2 separate regions of the Arachis hypogaea genome follow, and region 2 is linked to region 1. Evidence: chromatin contacts called from public Hi-C data. All regions are on one chromosome and are shown on one strand. The core of a region is the stretch at or near the end of the contact, and the rest is flanking DNA. Distances in the headings are between cores, read along the strand shown.

The links. A called contact is a pair of places that touch in the nucleus more often than the background predicts.
Region 2: a contact with region 1 is called in a Hi-C map of an unstated tissue, with 4 times the contacts expected there. The contact joins the promoter of LOC112796121 here to the enhancer-like site in region 1. A contact is called at or near these places in 2 of 8 Hi-C or Micro-C datasets (leaf and an unstated tissue).

Annotation. Positions count from the first base shown.
Region 1 is chr4:7,882,447-7,889,562 of arahy.Tifrunner.gnm2.J5K5, forward strand. No RefSeq gene overlaps it. Among protein-coding and RNA genes, the nearest start is that of LOC112794183, 22 kb to the left of the region's middle. Within about 2 kb of position 5,020, at least 3 of the 3 cell types and tissues checked have open chromatin away from gene starts, as enhancers often do.
Region 2 is chr4:7,956,889-7,964,000 of arahy.Tifrunner.gnm2.J5K5, forward strand. LOC112796121 (O-fucosyltransferase 23) reads right to left here and starts at 1,669. Exons shown (of 2, transcript XM_025838421.3): 1 at 1,436-1,669; 2 at 1-970. The coding sequence starts at 805.

The sequences.
Region 1 (7,116 bases), core at 3,770-6,269:
TTGGGGAGTGGAAGATTTTTGAGAGAGACGAATTCTTTCACTCTTTCTCGGTGCAGTTTTCTTTTTCATTATGTGAAGAAGATGAATGGAGATGGAAGTTGAAGAGAAGGCCGAAGAGTGAAGTGAGTGAAGGGAAGTTAGAGAGCCATTAAATGCTGATTGGAGAGAGATAGTGAAAGAAGTTAATGACCATCAAGGGCGCGGTTATTAACCATGGTGGTTTCCAAAAATTTGAAAAAGTGGTTTCCTTAAATCGAGGGATTAGTTGAAAGGAAAGATTTGATTTGACACTATGCCTCTTTCAACAAGATTTGATAAGACCACAAAAAGATTGTGATTTTCAAAAAAAATGATGAACTAACAAAATAGTCATGGTGGGGTCAAAAAGATTTGGTATGGCCCACGAAAATTAAGTTCTGCGTAGCCTCCCCCTCGATCACATCCCTTCCATCATTCTTATTTTTTATCTCGTCCATTCCTACGAGACAAAACTGGGCAGAATCAGAATTTCACAAATTATCAACAGAAACAAGATCAATCATTCCCAACCTTTTTCTTAATGAATAGAATCTGTCTTCACAGAAGGGTTTTGTAAAAATGTTAGCAAGTTAGTCTTCAGATTTTACAAATTGAATATCAATAGTACCCTTTTGCACATGTTCTCTAATAAAATGATATCTGATCTCAATGTGCTTTGTTTTTGAGTGCAAAACATGATTTTTTGAAATATTTATAGCACTCATGTTATCACAAAATAATAGTATACTATTGATCTTTAATTTGTAATCTTCCAACTGCGTTTTTAACCAAATTAATTGTGAACAACATGCAGATGCAGATATGTATTCAGCTTTAGCTGTGGATAGAGCTACTGTGGCTTGTTTTTTACTTGACCACATGTTGAGTGAGCTTCCAAGGAAGCAACACATGCCGAATGTACTTCGTCTATCCACTCTATCTCCCGCATAATCTGCATCACAAAACCCTACTGCACAAAAGTCATCATATTTTGGATACCACCAGCCATAATCATTAGTTCCCTTAATATATCTAATGATGCGCTTAACAGCCGAAAGATGGGATTCCTTTGGGTGAGATTGAAATCTTGAACAAACACCCACACTTTGAATGATATCCGGTCTAGAGGAGGTAAGATACATTAGTGAACCAATCATTCCTCTATACCGTGTTTCATCTACATCTTGGCCATCATCATCCTTTTCAAATTTAGTGTTTGGATGCATTGGTGTTCCCATTGGTTTAGACTTTTCTAGGCCAAACTTTTTGATAAGTTCTTTTGCATACTTTCCTTGGTGAATAAAGGTACCACTAGGAGTTTGTTTAATTTGGAGGCCTAGAAAGAAAGTAAGCTCTCCCATTAAACTCATCTCAAACTCACTAGTCATGATTTTTCCAAACTCTTCACACAATGACTCATTGGCCAATTCAAACACAATGTCATCCACATAAACTTGAACTAGGAGAATATCATCATTAGATGCTTTAATGAATAAAGTTGTGTCTGTGGCACCCCTTTGAAATTGATTTTCTAATAGGAAGGCACTAAACCTTTCATACCAAGCTCTTGGAGCTTGTCTAAGACCATAAAGAGCTTTAGAGAGTTTGAAAACATGATTTGAAAAATCCTTATGTTCAAAACCGGGGGGGTTGAGCCACATACACTTCTCTATCAATAAAGCCATTAAGGAAAGCACATTTAACATCCATTTGAAACATTTTAAAACCCTTATGGGCAGCATAGGCAAGAAGTAACCTAATTTCTTCCATTCTAGCTACCGGAGCAAAAGATTCATCAAAATCTATACCCTCTTCTTGATCGTAACCTTGGGCCACTAATCTAGCCTTGTTACGAACAACTTGTCCATCCTCACCAAGTTTATTTTTAAACACCCACTTAGTACCCGTAACTTTCTTACCATCCGGATGAGGTACTAGTGTCCAAACCTCATTCTTGTCAAATTGAGCAAACTCCTCTTGCATGTCTTTCACCCATGATGGATCTTCAAGACCTTGTTTGACATTGTTGGGCTCCAATTGTGACAAGATTGTAAAATTGCTTGGTTCGGATTGCCTTTTGGTTGAGGATCTTGTGGTCACACCTTGAGAAGGGTCTCCAATGATAAAGTCATGAGGATAACCCCTCATAGACTTTCATTCTCTAGGCTTCCTTTGTGGTGGTGGGCTTTGATGAACTTCTGTGGGTCTCACTGTTTCAGTTTCTCTTGCTGACTCAGGAGACAAAATGGAAATGTCTCCTCCATTCTGACGAGACAAAACTGGACTGGCAGATTCTTCATTTTGAGCAGACTTGAGATTTTCTTTGCTTGTCCCAGCTTCTTCACAATCTGAATTATTATCTATCACAGTACTGAGAATTAAATTAGAATCACAAAAAGTAACATGTATGGATTCCTCTATAGTTCTATGATCTTTGAGTTAAATTCTATAGGCTTTGCTAGTAGTGGAGTATCCAACAAACATGTCCTCATATGATTTTGGATCAAATTTGCCAAGATTTTTTTTGTTATTAAGCACAAAATACTTGCATCCAAAAACATGAAAATACTTAAGATTTGGAGGGGTTCCTTTCCATAGCTCATAAGGAGTTTTCTTTAACCCTTTTTCTAATAATGGCCCTATTCAAAATATAACATGCTGTGTTTACAGCTTCAGCCCATAGAAACTTTGGAACCTCATTCTCACATAACATGGCCCTAGTCATTTCTTGAAGGCTTCTATTCCTTCTTTCAACAACCCCATTTTGTTGAAGTGTTCTAGGGCATGAAAAATTATGAGTAATTCCAAAGTCATCACAGAATTTTTCAAAGTGTTAATTTTCAAATTCTTTTCCGTGATCACTTTTCAAATAGGCTATTTTTAAATCTTTTTCATTTTGAGTTTTCTTGCAAAGGGTTGAAAAAGCATGAAAAGCATCATTTTTATGAGCAAGAAAAAGTACCCAACCGAATCTAGAGTAATCATCTACCACTATTAAACCATAGTGTTTACCTCCTAAACTTTGAGTTCTTGTTGGACCAAAAAGATCAATGTGTAACATCTCTAATGGTCTTTTGGTTGAAATTTCATCCTTTGGTTTAAAAGAGGATTTAACTTGTTTGCCTAATGGACAAGTATCACAAGTAAGATCCTTATCAAATTTGATTTTAGGAATTCCTCACCAGATTTTTCTTTACTAGCTTAGAAATTTGGTACATGCTAGCATGACCCAACTTTCTATGCCATAGCCATTTTTCAGATTCAAGTGAAGTAAAACATGTTATATTTTGTTCTTTCAAGTCTCAAGAGTTAATCCATACACATTGTTGCATCTTTTAGCTTCAAAAAGAATATCCCCAGTTTTTTTTTTACAAACAACCAAACACACAAACTTTCTAAAAATAACTTCAAATCTTAAATCACACAATTGACTTACACTAAGTAAATTATGTTTCAAACCATTTACAAGAAGAACATCATTTATACAAGATAAAAAGCTTTTACCAACTTTTCTAAGGATCTTCACCTTGCTGGCCGAGATCTTTACTTCCATTTTTGGTATGGAGGAGCCAAGATCTCTTCACAATATCTTACCACAAGTGAATGAGAATCTTAGCCACAGCATACTTTTTGTTTTTTTTCTTGCCATCATTGTGATGGTCTTGTAGCGTGCCTTTTCTTCTTTTCGGTAGCTCAAAGTAGCTTCCATGGCTGCTGTGTAATGACCGAAAGAGATGAAGAAAGTTGAGAGAGAAGAAAGAGAAAATTGAACATTAACTAATGGATTTTGATAAAGCAAATTAAATGACCACTTTCCTTTCACTGAGCAACGTGATATCCATCAAATCAATGACCAACTCTCTCTCATGTTTCCAATGCATATATTAACTTCACTTTAATGAATTTTAAATTCCATCACTTGGTGAAAGTTGAGATCCTTTAGAAGGCATAAGGTAAATAGCAACATTTGCTTTCCTGATGAATTATTTTCAGATCATGCATTGGGGCATATAGCAAAACATGATTAACTTGGGCTTGTAACAATAATGAATCAATTTGGCCCAAGATAACAACTTGTTTTAGCCAAATCAATTTGGACATTTTGTTTCAAGGCTGAGCTACAATTAACACATTTGGGCTTGTCAATTTTCTTTCATTTCGGCCCAAATCAATTCAGCCATAGTGATAAAAATTTATATCACTGCTGAATATGTTTTATTAAGTTGGGCTAGCCAATATTTTTCGGCCCAAGCAGAACCTGCATTGCAAAAATTAATTTAATCAACCTATATGAATTAATATTTTTGCAGTTAATTACATTAATAATGTTTAATCATCACAAATATTAATTTTAGAGTTTTTCAAACTCATCACCCTTAATACCAGCGAATTTCGTTACTACAAAATCATCTTACTAAATGCATGGAACAATGTTATCTTTATGAATAATGCTCAGAATATGATTATCTTACGATTATAATATTTCATCAAATTGACGTCAAGTATTACTTATAAACTAATCAAAAATACTTTGTACAATAAAATCAATTATGGTATATTTGTGTATAAATATGTATTTTATATTTCAATAATTCAATATATATTTTATACTAGTGGCTAATTTTATTTGTTGATTTTGGTATAAACATAACAAAACTTTTAACTAATATAGTCAGTTATTTATTTCATATTCTCTTTATTAGTAGCTTTACGATTGAAACCACAGAAGAGACAACACTTCAGTTTTGTGAAATATATGCATCGTCACCCCATTTTGTTTGTGGGGCCTTCACTCTCGGTCTCAATATGGCAACTCATAACAATTAGTCGTAGTGTGACAAAAACAAAAATAAAAAAGAATTGTTTTTTTTTTTTTTTTGTTGTGGTATTCATTTTTGGCTCCAGTTGAATGAAGTGGTTATGTTATTGCTACCATATTAATGGACTTAGGTCAACCCAAAACAATTCTAGAGTGACAGCAAATGCGATGGATTAGGACCATATATTTTTGGAACTATAATAGACAATCTCTAATACTTTGGACAAAACAATTTTAAAACAAAGTCAATATCTTATACTAAGCCCAAGAAATTAAACAGCAAAAGACATTCTCTAATACCAAAGAAAAATAAAATTTTTTGTGTTTTTTTTTAATATAAGAAAATGAAATTCTGGTCACAAGATGGGTGGGGGTTAAGAATTAAGATGATTTCATTTCGATTTTTCATTCAAGATTTTGCTCTGTTCCCTAACTCAATCAAATTTTGACACCTCTTTGGTTCCTCAAATTAAACCAAAGAATTGAACCCTAAATCCAGCTATTATTGTTAATTTTTCTTTATTTAGTAGACATATATATTGATTACTTTTAGAGTTTTAGTACCATGCTGAGATTTATACGTTTCCTAATAAACTATTTATATTTATATTTATATTTATATCCTACGGGAAATATACTAGTTCTCTGAATATCAACAGCTATATAAGAAAATAATATTAACAGAGCTAAAATTTTGTTTAGTTTTATTTTGTCTTTAGAGAGAATAGGAGACCAAACTCAACATTAATTATCATCAATTTTCAACCTAGAAAAAAAGTAGTGATCTCCCTAAAAACAAACAAAATGTGTGACAAAGCAACCGTGTTTCAAGATAAACAATTTCTAAAATAAATTACATACTCTTTCATCAACAGTTTTTCAAGGGTCCTTGGTCAAATAACCAAAATTTCAAACTTTGTTCATAGCAATCTGGAATGCTTTGTTTTTCCCATAATAATTCAACGAAAGTTACATGGGCTCTTACGTTTGAATAGCCCAAATATTAATTCATTCATGGTTGTTAGTTGTTAGTTGTTTATATAATTTCATTGCCATAAAGAAACAAAACTCCAACCAACTTGGACAGGTAATGCTTACTGGCCCGTTTAAATAAGTGATAGGAATTTAAATTCTGTCTTTTGTATGTAATAATCTATTAATCAGTAACAAATTTTTTAATAGAGTCCTAATCCGCAATAAATTAATTTTTTATTTATCGGACTGAAACTATAGTGAGCAACTAACAAAAACAAAAAAACAAAACTACTCCCAAATCAAAATGCTTCTAGCAACTCTGCCCACGAATTTCCGATTTCATGAAAAGAAAAAGTATACATGCAAATTCATTTTTAGTGTCATCATATCATTAATTTGTTAATAATTCACCGACCTAAGTCAAAGTCTTCTAGGGTTAGCCATATATTATTTATTTTCCCATACTTGTATATATTTTCTTTGCTTAGATTTGTAACCAAATGACGCAAGGTATATCCCCTTCAATCAAGGGCAATTCCACATTCAAATGTCACACTTCATTTAGGGGAAGAAGCAAACAATAGCAACAAGACGCATAAGTAAATTTACCATGAATAATAATCACTTGTAAATGATGACTTATTCTTGTTAATTTGTAAGTAAATTTTATACATGTATTTAATTATTTATCATCGTATTTATGAAAATGTTTGATTCAATATTTGTTGGGATTTAATTTTTATACATGATTAACATAAATTTTTTTTCACATATATCTAATCATACATGTATGTAATTGAATGATAATATTAAATTAGTGTACATCAAATACATACATCAAACATATATATAATGGTTATAAGTTATAACTTTCCATTTTAAACAACATTAATTCAACTACTTATACCATCATCATAAAAAATAAATATTTTTTTTTTTGGCAATACTTATTTTAGTACATTGAAAGAAATTGACTTACACATAAATTATTTTAATCAGATAGAGAAGATCAAATACAAAGGAATTTTATAAATGATGGTGATGCATACGTAAATGTTAAATGTTATATATATATGAATGATTTTGATTTTTGAGAGAGTCAATATGTTTTAATTTGTTCAAGTTGGCTGCTTCACGGGTCAAGTCATGCAAAGAAGAAAAATCTCAAATTAGTTGACATTTTCAGAGACGTTAGCACCAAATAATGGACTTATCTATAATCTTAGCCATATATAATAATTAATTATATATATCAAATAATTGCACATTACAAGAAACAAAAATATATATATATACATGAGTTC
Region 2 (7,112 bases), core at 419-2,918, 71 kb after region 1:
GAATCATCCAATCAATTTCTATCCTCATGTGGACGGCAACATATGGCATAGGCCGAAATGAAGAACTCTCAGAAGCATTAATGCTTTCCCTTGCCTCTCTTCCAACTTCTCTAATCCTAGACACAACTCTATCTGCTTCTTCAGAAATCTCATCTACCAAATGCAAGCACTCGAAAACCTTTGCATAATCCTTCACAGGCCAATGATCATGCCACAAAAAGGGATTCTTCCCAACAATCCGAATTACCTCGTGGTCATCGATCGAGCCCTGGCTATGCTCTCTCAATTGTGATAAATCTCTTTCCAATGTCCACTTTCTTCCACTTCCTTTCTGCATTTCAAGAACTTTTGTTACATTTAGCACATCCCAGTACTGGCCTAATTGAACAAAACCGCTGCAAATTGTGTTAAACGCGTCGAATTGGAACACTTTGTCAAAGGAAATTGGCTTTAAGAGGTCAATTTCTTTGTAAAACAAAGAGGCACTAAGGCTAGGCATCAAAAGAGTTCTATTCAGCATTCTAGCAGTAAGACAAGCCCTTGCAAATGCAATCTTCTGGTTGTTCAATCCCCACACAATCTGAGGAACTTCCAAGAACTTGTTTTTCCTAATTCCAAACTCAGAACCCAACAATGGAGGATGGTTGTTGCGGATATACACAATGTTGGTCCATTCAATCCCATCAAAACTAGGGAAGGAAGGAAAGAGAAGTAATCTAAGAATCAAAACAGTAACAAACAAAACCATGCATTTGCAAGTAACTGAATTTGCAGTACCACCAAAGAACTTCAACAACACTTCCATGTAAGAGTCAACTTTCTCCCATGCAAAAGCACCAACAACTTTGTCTTGAAAATTCAGAACGCAGTACTATAGCATCACTAACAAAAGGAACAAACGTCAATGCAGAAAATCCATGCATGCACATAATAAGCAGAGCAAGATCCAATTTTGAAAGTCTCCCACAACCTGAAAGAGTGATGCAGAAGGAGTAATGAGAAAAAAAAAAGTGACAAAACAAATTATACAAAAATTCATCAGAATCGGCTCACAAACTATGTAATTGTAATGTGAAAGCTTAGATTTTTATATTCATGGCGATACCTTCAATGTTCAAAACCTTGTGTCACTGTAATTACTTTCAAAAAAAGAAAGAAAAGTAGAACAATTCAGAATACAGCGAAGTAATGTGACACATGTGAATCTATATATCTATGACAAAAACACCATCATGTCATATCCCTATCAGAACCCAGAATTCTAAGCAGTTAGTGGAAGAAACAAACAAGATATACTAACAATAAGAACGTGTCCAATGGCTAACGCTATGAACACGACGATAGAAACAACAAAGAAGATTTATTGAGGATTCTGTTTTGTAGCAGAGCCATAATAGCGTTTGCATGTTGACTTTTTCTTTTCTTTCCATTTTACCTTATTAAAAGGATTATGAGAGAAACCCAGAAAAGGAAGAGGGAGAATGAGTTATGATCGATGAAAAAGGAAGCACCTTGTTACAAAGAAGAGGAAGAGTGAAGATGGGGTTAGAGAAAAAGAATGGATAATAGGGAACAGAGGAGAGGGACCAAAAAAAGGGTATCACATAAGAAGGAATTGAAAGAGATGAATAAAGCTTTCGGCGTTTCATGGAATATACGAAAATATTATATTATTAAAATGAGTATAAACTCTTTTTGGGGTTTTGAAAGAATAAAAAATAAAACTTTAACAAAAAAAAGTAAATAAATAAATAAAAGAATGAGAATAAGAGCAAAATGACAAGAGAGATTTGCGCAGCAAGTTTAAAAAAATAAAATATCATCCTTTTTTATTTTATTTGAATAATCTTGTCTCTCTACATTGTGTCCACTTTATGGCTAATCACCAATTCATCCTAAATATAATAAACAAAGGAATCAATTTTATTCTTATCTATTCTAAAAATTACAAATTTTCCCTTTAAAAAATGTGATTTTTATTAACCCTGTTTAAACTTTTTTCTCATATTTATTATCATAAAACATTTTATGTTTTAGTACACTTACAACATAACAATATTTTACATAGTCGATGAATTTTAAAATGCTCAGTATAACAGAAAAATTCAAAAAGATAACATTTGAATTAATGGTTAAATTCGTTTCTCAAAGATTACTTATTTTTTAAATTAGTTTTCAAATGATTTTTTTTAGTTATATTAATTTTTGAAAGATAAAACGTAAATTAAATTGATTATTTTATTAGTTAGATGATGATGTATTACAAGATGATTGGTTGACGTGCCAGGTTAGTGACACCTAACACACTACGTGTCACTTGACATATAAAAAAGTTATTTATAATCAAAATAGTTCCTGAAAATTCAGACGTAAGTCATTTTCATCTCTAAAATTTTAAAAATTAATCAAATTAGTTCTTATGTAAATTTTTTTTATTTTTTTCATAATATTAAATTTAAAATATTTTTTCATAGTATTAATTTCAATATTATTTTTTAGACCTTAATAAACAAAATTCTCTTTATACAAAATAATAAATTTTAATAATAAATTTTTTATAGTATTATTTAATATTATTTTTAGACCTTAATAAATTGTGTATAAAGAGAATTTTGTTTAATAAGGTCTAAAAAATAATGTTAAAATTAGTACTATAAAAAAAAGTTTAAATTTAATAGTATGAAACAAATAAAAAAATTATATAAAGACTAATTTGATTAATTTTTAAAATTTTAAAGATAAAAATGACTTACTTTTAAACTTTCAAGGACAATTTTAATTATAAATAATTTTTTTATCACTTGACATGTTAGATATTATTGACGTGATACATGAACTAATTATCTTGTGACACGTGACATTAACCTATTACATCATCATCTAACTAATAAAAGAATTAATTTGACTTACGTTTTATCTTTAAAGGACTAATATATTTAAAAAAATTATTTAAAAACTAATTTAAACAAAATCAATTGCTTATTACCTCCTGATTTAGTGAGAACTTGGATTTTGGAAATTGAGCTATGGCAAAAATATTTTTAAGAAGGGATAAGTATTGTTTTGGTTCCTAACGTTGAGGGTCAAAATCGAAATCATCTCCATCGTAATTTTGGATTTAAAATCATTCTTAAAAACTTTTTTCATATTAAAATCGTCATTTTTAATAAATTTTTATGTTATTTCTAAACAACCCCTATTTTAATAATAAAAGTTATAAAATTTTAAAAAAATAAAAGAAAATACGTGTGGGAGGGAGGAACACGTCGTGGAGGGGGAGGGAGAGGAAAAGGGTATACGAAGGGGGAGGGGAGGGGAGGGAAAGGGGAAAGGGGAAGGGAAGATGTGGAGGGGGAAGGGGGTGATGACAGGTCATCTTAGCCCAGTTTTACTAGTCTTTTTCCTTTGTTTTCAATAGGTTTTATGCACTTTCTTAAGCCATAAGTAAGCCAATTGGGTTGAAATTCATGTTTCCTTTTATTCAATCAACCATGGATAAATTGATGCATTTTCATGAGTTTTTGTGCCATAATTGCTCATATGACAAGAAGAAGAATAACTCTCATAATGATGGCATAGCTTTGATACAATTGTTGATTGATGACAGGAGGAATAAAGTTTGGAAAAAGGTTGCAAGAATGGGCTTGGAAAGAAGGGATTCACGTTTGAGCTAACGTTAACTCAAACGTGAGAAGCAGATGAAGAACACCATGGGAAGAGCCAACGTTTGCGCCAATGTTTGCCTCAAACGTGAGGTCAAACGTTGGTGCCAAAAAGAAGAGAAATAGAGCTCCTGGGCACAGCAACATTTGAGCCAACGTTTGCCTCAAACGTGAGGTCAAACGTTGGCTACATTTTGGCAAGAAAGAGCATGGAAGAGCACCACTGATTGATGGTTTAGATGAGCCATGTTTGCGCCAACGTTTGCCTCAAACGTTGGGCCAAACGTTGGCCAAAAAGGGAGCCTGGGAAGACCCACGTTTGAGCTCACGTTTGACCTCAAACGTTGGCTCAAACGTGGATGACAGCAAGAAGGGCATCTGCATAATGCCTCACACAAGGGACGTTTGAGTCAACGTTTACCTCAAACGTTGACTCAAACGTGAATGGTTCATCGCCCGGTTCACAAGTGGATTTCTTCCCAACACCAAGAGCAATCAACAGAGGCTATTGTCAACCCAATTCCATCAAGACTAAAGGCCCAATTCAAGGCTTAATGATCATTTGAAGAAAGTGTATAAATAGCTTAGGATTTGAAGTTTTAGGGGAGCTTTCCTTTTAGAATTTTTAATACTTACAGTAGAGAGCTCATCTTTACATTTGAGTTGTTGCTTTTAGAATTTGAGAGTTCCTGGGAAGGAGAATTGAATTCTCTTCCTCTGGGCTATTTTTGCTTTCTTTTCTACATACTTTGTTTGAGTCTTGGGTGTTGAGAATTGGAGAAATTCTGTCTCAATCTCACCTTGAGATCTCTTGTTTACTTTTTTTGCACATTTGAATTTGAATTTCTCTTCACTGCTTCATCTTCTTTCTACTGCTTGATATTTACTTTTCTTGCAATTGAATTTTAAATTTGGATCTAGGAAGGCATCGAGATCTAGACTTGATTATCTAGTCTCTTGGGTCCTGAGATCTGGAGTTTTCATTTTAATTTCTCTGTTGAATGCGTCTTCAAGTTCATTTACATTTCCAGTTGAGATCCGGTTTATTTTAATTCCTCTTCTACTTTTCTGTTTATCGCAATTTACTTTTCCTTGTCTAATTTCTGCAAATCCACTTCCCGATTCCCTTTATAATTCAAGCCATTTACATTTCTTGCACTTTAAGATTTTGCAATTTACATTTCTTGCGTTCTAAGTTTCTGCCATTTAATTTCTCGTTCTTTAAGATTCAGCACTTTAATTTCAGTTTCCTTTAATTTCCTGCAAATTCACCCTTCCCATTTAATTTTACTGCAATTTAGTTTCTGCAAATTACAAACCAATCAACCAACATTTGATTTGCTTGACTAAATCAACCACTAAACTAAAATTGCTCAATCCTTCAATCACTGTGGGATCGACCTCACTCATGTGAGTTATTATTACTTGATGCGACCCGGTACACTTGCCGGTGAGTTTTGTGTCGGATCGTTTTCCGCACATCAGGGGGGAGGGGGATGGCGCCGGCGCCGGCGAAACTTGGGGCTGCCGTCACCGTCGTCGAAAGAAAGGAGAGAGGGACTGCGACGGAAGAGAAGAGAAGAGAAGAGGGAAAGGAGACCACGCTGCTAGAGCTCTCTGCCATCGCGTCGTCCTCGGGAGACTACGCCGCTGAGCCGTCGCCGCCGATTCGACCACGCCGCTGCTCCGTTGGTTCTGCTTCTTCTTCTGAATCTGCTTCCTTCTTCTTCTTGGAGCTGCCGGCGCCGGCAAAATTTGGAGCTGCCGTCGCGAGTCAGGGAGAGAGCCTTGGCTTCCGCTCCGCTGCTCCTCACCGCCTCGCCGTTGCTCCTCGCCAACTTTGCTTCTTGCTTTGATTTCTGTTTCTGTTTCGTCTTCTGCTTCTTTTGCTTATGCATCTTCTGAGTTTGCTTCTGTATATTCTGGGTCTGCTCTGCTTCTGCATATTCTGCTTTGTCTTCTACTTTTTGCTTCTGCTTGATTGCTTCTGCTTCTGTATCTTCTTTGTTTCAGCTGGATTTGATTTGTTGAATCATTGTTGGTTTTGTTCTTATTTTGATTTCTAAATTGCTGTTGATTGATTTTGTTTTTTTTTTTATTTATTTCTAAATTGTTGTTGGTTTTGTTGAATCTGATTTTTGTTCTTGTATTTTTAATTTGTTAATGGAAGAAGTTGCTGTTGTTTGGTGTTCTTGTTGGTTGGTGTTGGTGTTGGTGTTGGTGTTGGTGTTGGTGTTGGTATTGATGGTGGTTGTGGTGTTGGTGTTGGTGGTGAAGGAGGTAATTGTGCTGGTAATGGTGAGGATATTTTTGTCCAAAAAAATTAAAATGACGATTTTAATAAGAAAAAAAGCGTTAAGGATGCTTTTAAATCGAAAATTACATTGGGGACGGTTTCGATTCTGACCCTCAACGTTAGGGACTAAAATACTACTTATCCTTTTAAAAAAGAAGAACGGATTTTGGTTGTGTTTTCGCAGTGAAAATAGCAATTAGATTCATGACAAGTCTAGTAAAGTGTCTCGAATGAGTGTCTTTAGTACCGAAATTTAGATAATTTAATATGGATTATTGATGGCTTGATGAATTTAAAAGTTAGTGTCAATCAAGAAATGAATCTTCTCAATTTTTTTTATAATTAAAGGAGTAAAGTGTAATCTTTTACTATTAATTTTATAAATGAGACAAAAAATAAATATGAAAGAAAAAACAATAAACGAAATGAAGGGTTATATATCATATTTTATGTTTTCAAATTTTTTTAACAATTGAAAAAATTCATTCTCGTGTCAACCATAGTATGAAAATGAATCTTCTTAATTTTATTAACAATTAAAAAAATAAAATATAATCGCTTATTATTAATTTTATAAATAAAATAAAAAATATAAAAAATAATAAAAAATTAAAGATCACACTTTATTTCTTCCATTCTTTTAATAGAGAGAATCTATCCTATTATCCCTGAAATGGACTTTATGAATACGTTTCTTTGTTAATCACCAGTATTTTTCTAATTACAATGAAAAAAAATATACTATAAAGATTTTTGTTATCTCTTTCTACTAAGGCGGCTCTGCCACTAACAAATTACACTGTTTAGTACTTTTTTTTTCTTAAATACAAAACTTGATTCTATGCTTTAAATTTTCATTTATTTGAAATAAGAAATTATAGTTTTTACTGTTATTAGTTTTTTTAAATAAAAAACTCAACACAATAAAGTGAAATATTAATGTCTTAATAAAAAAGTACTAAACATATAAAATAAACTAATTTCTAATTATTTTTGACAAAAACCATCAACAACCCAAGAGATCAAATACCACTCTACTCTTTATAACTCTTAATCGATATGTTAACTACTCTTGCAACACCTGATTCTTGATTCCTAAAAATTATGTTATTCCTTTTCAATCAAGTACTCCAAATGATAACAATGAAATCAAA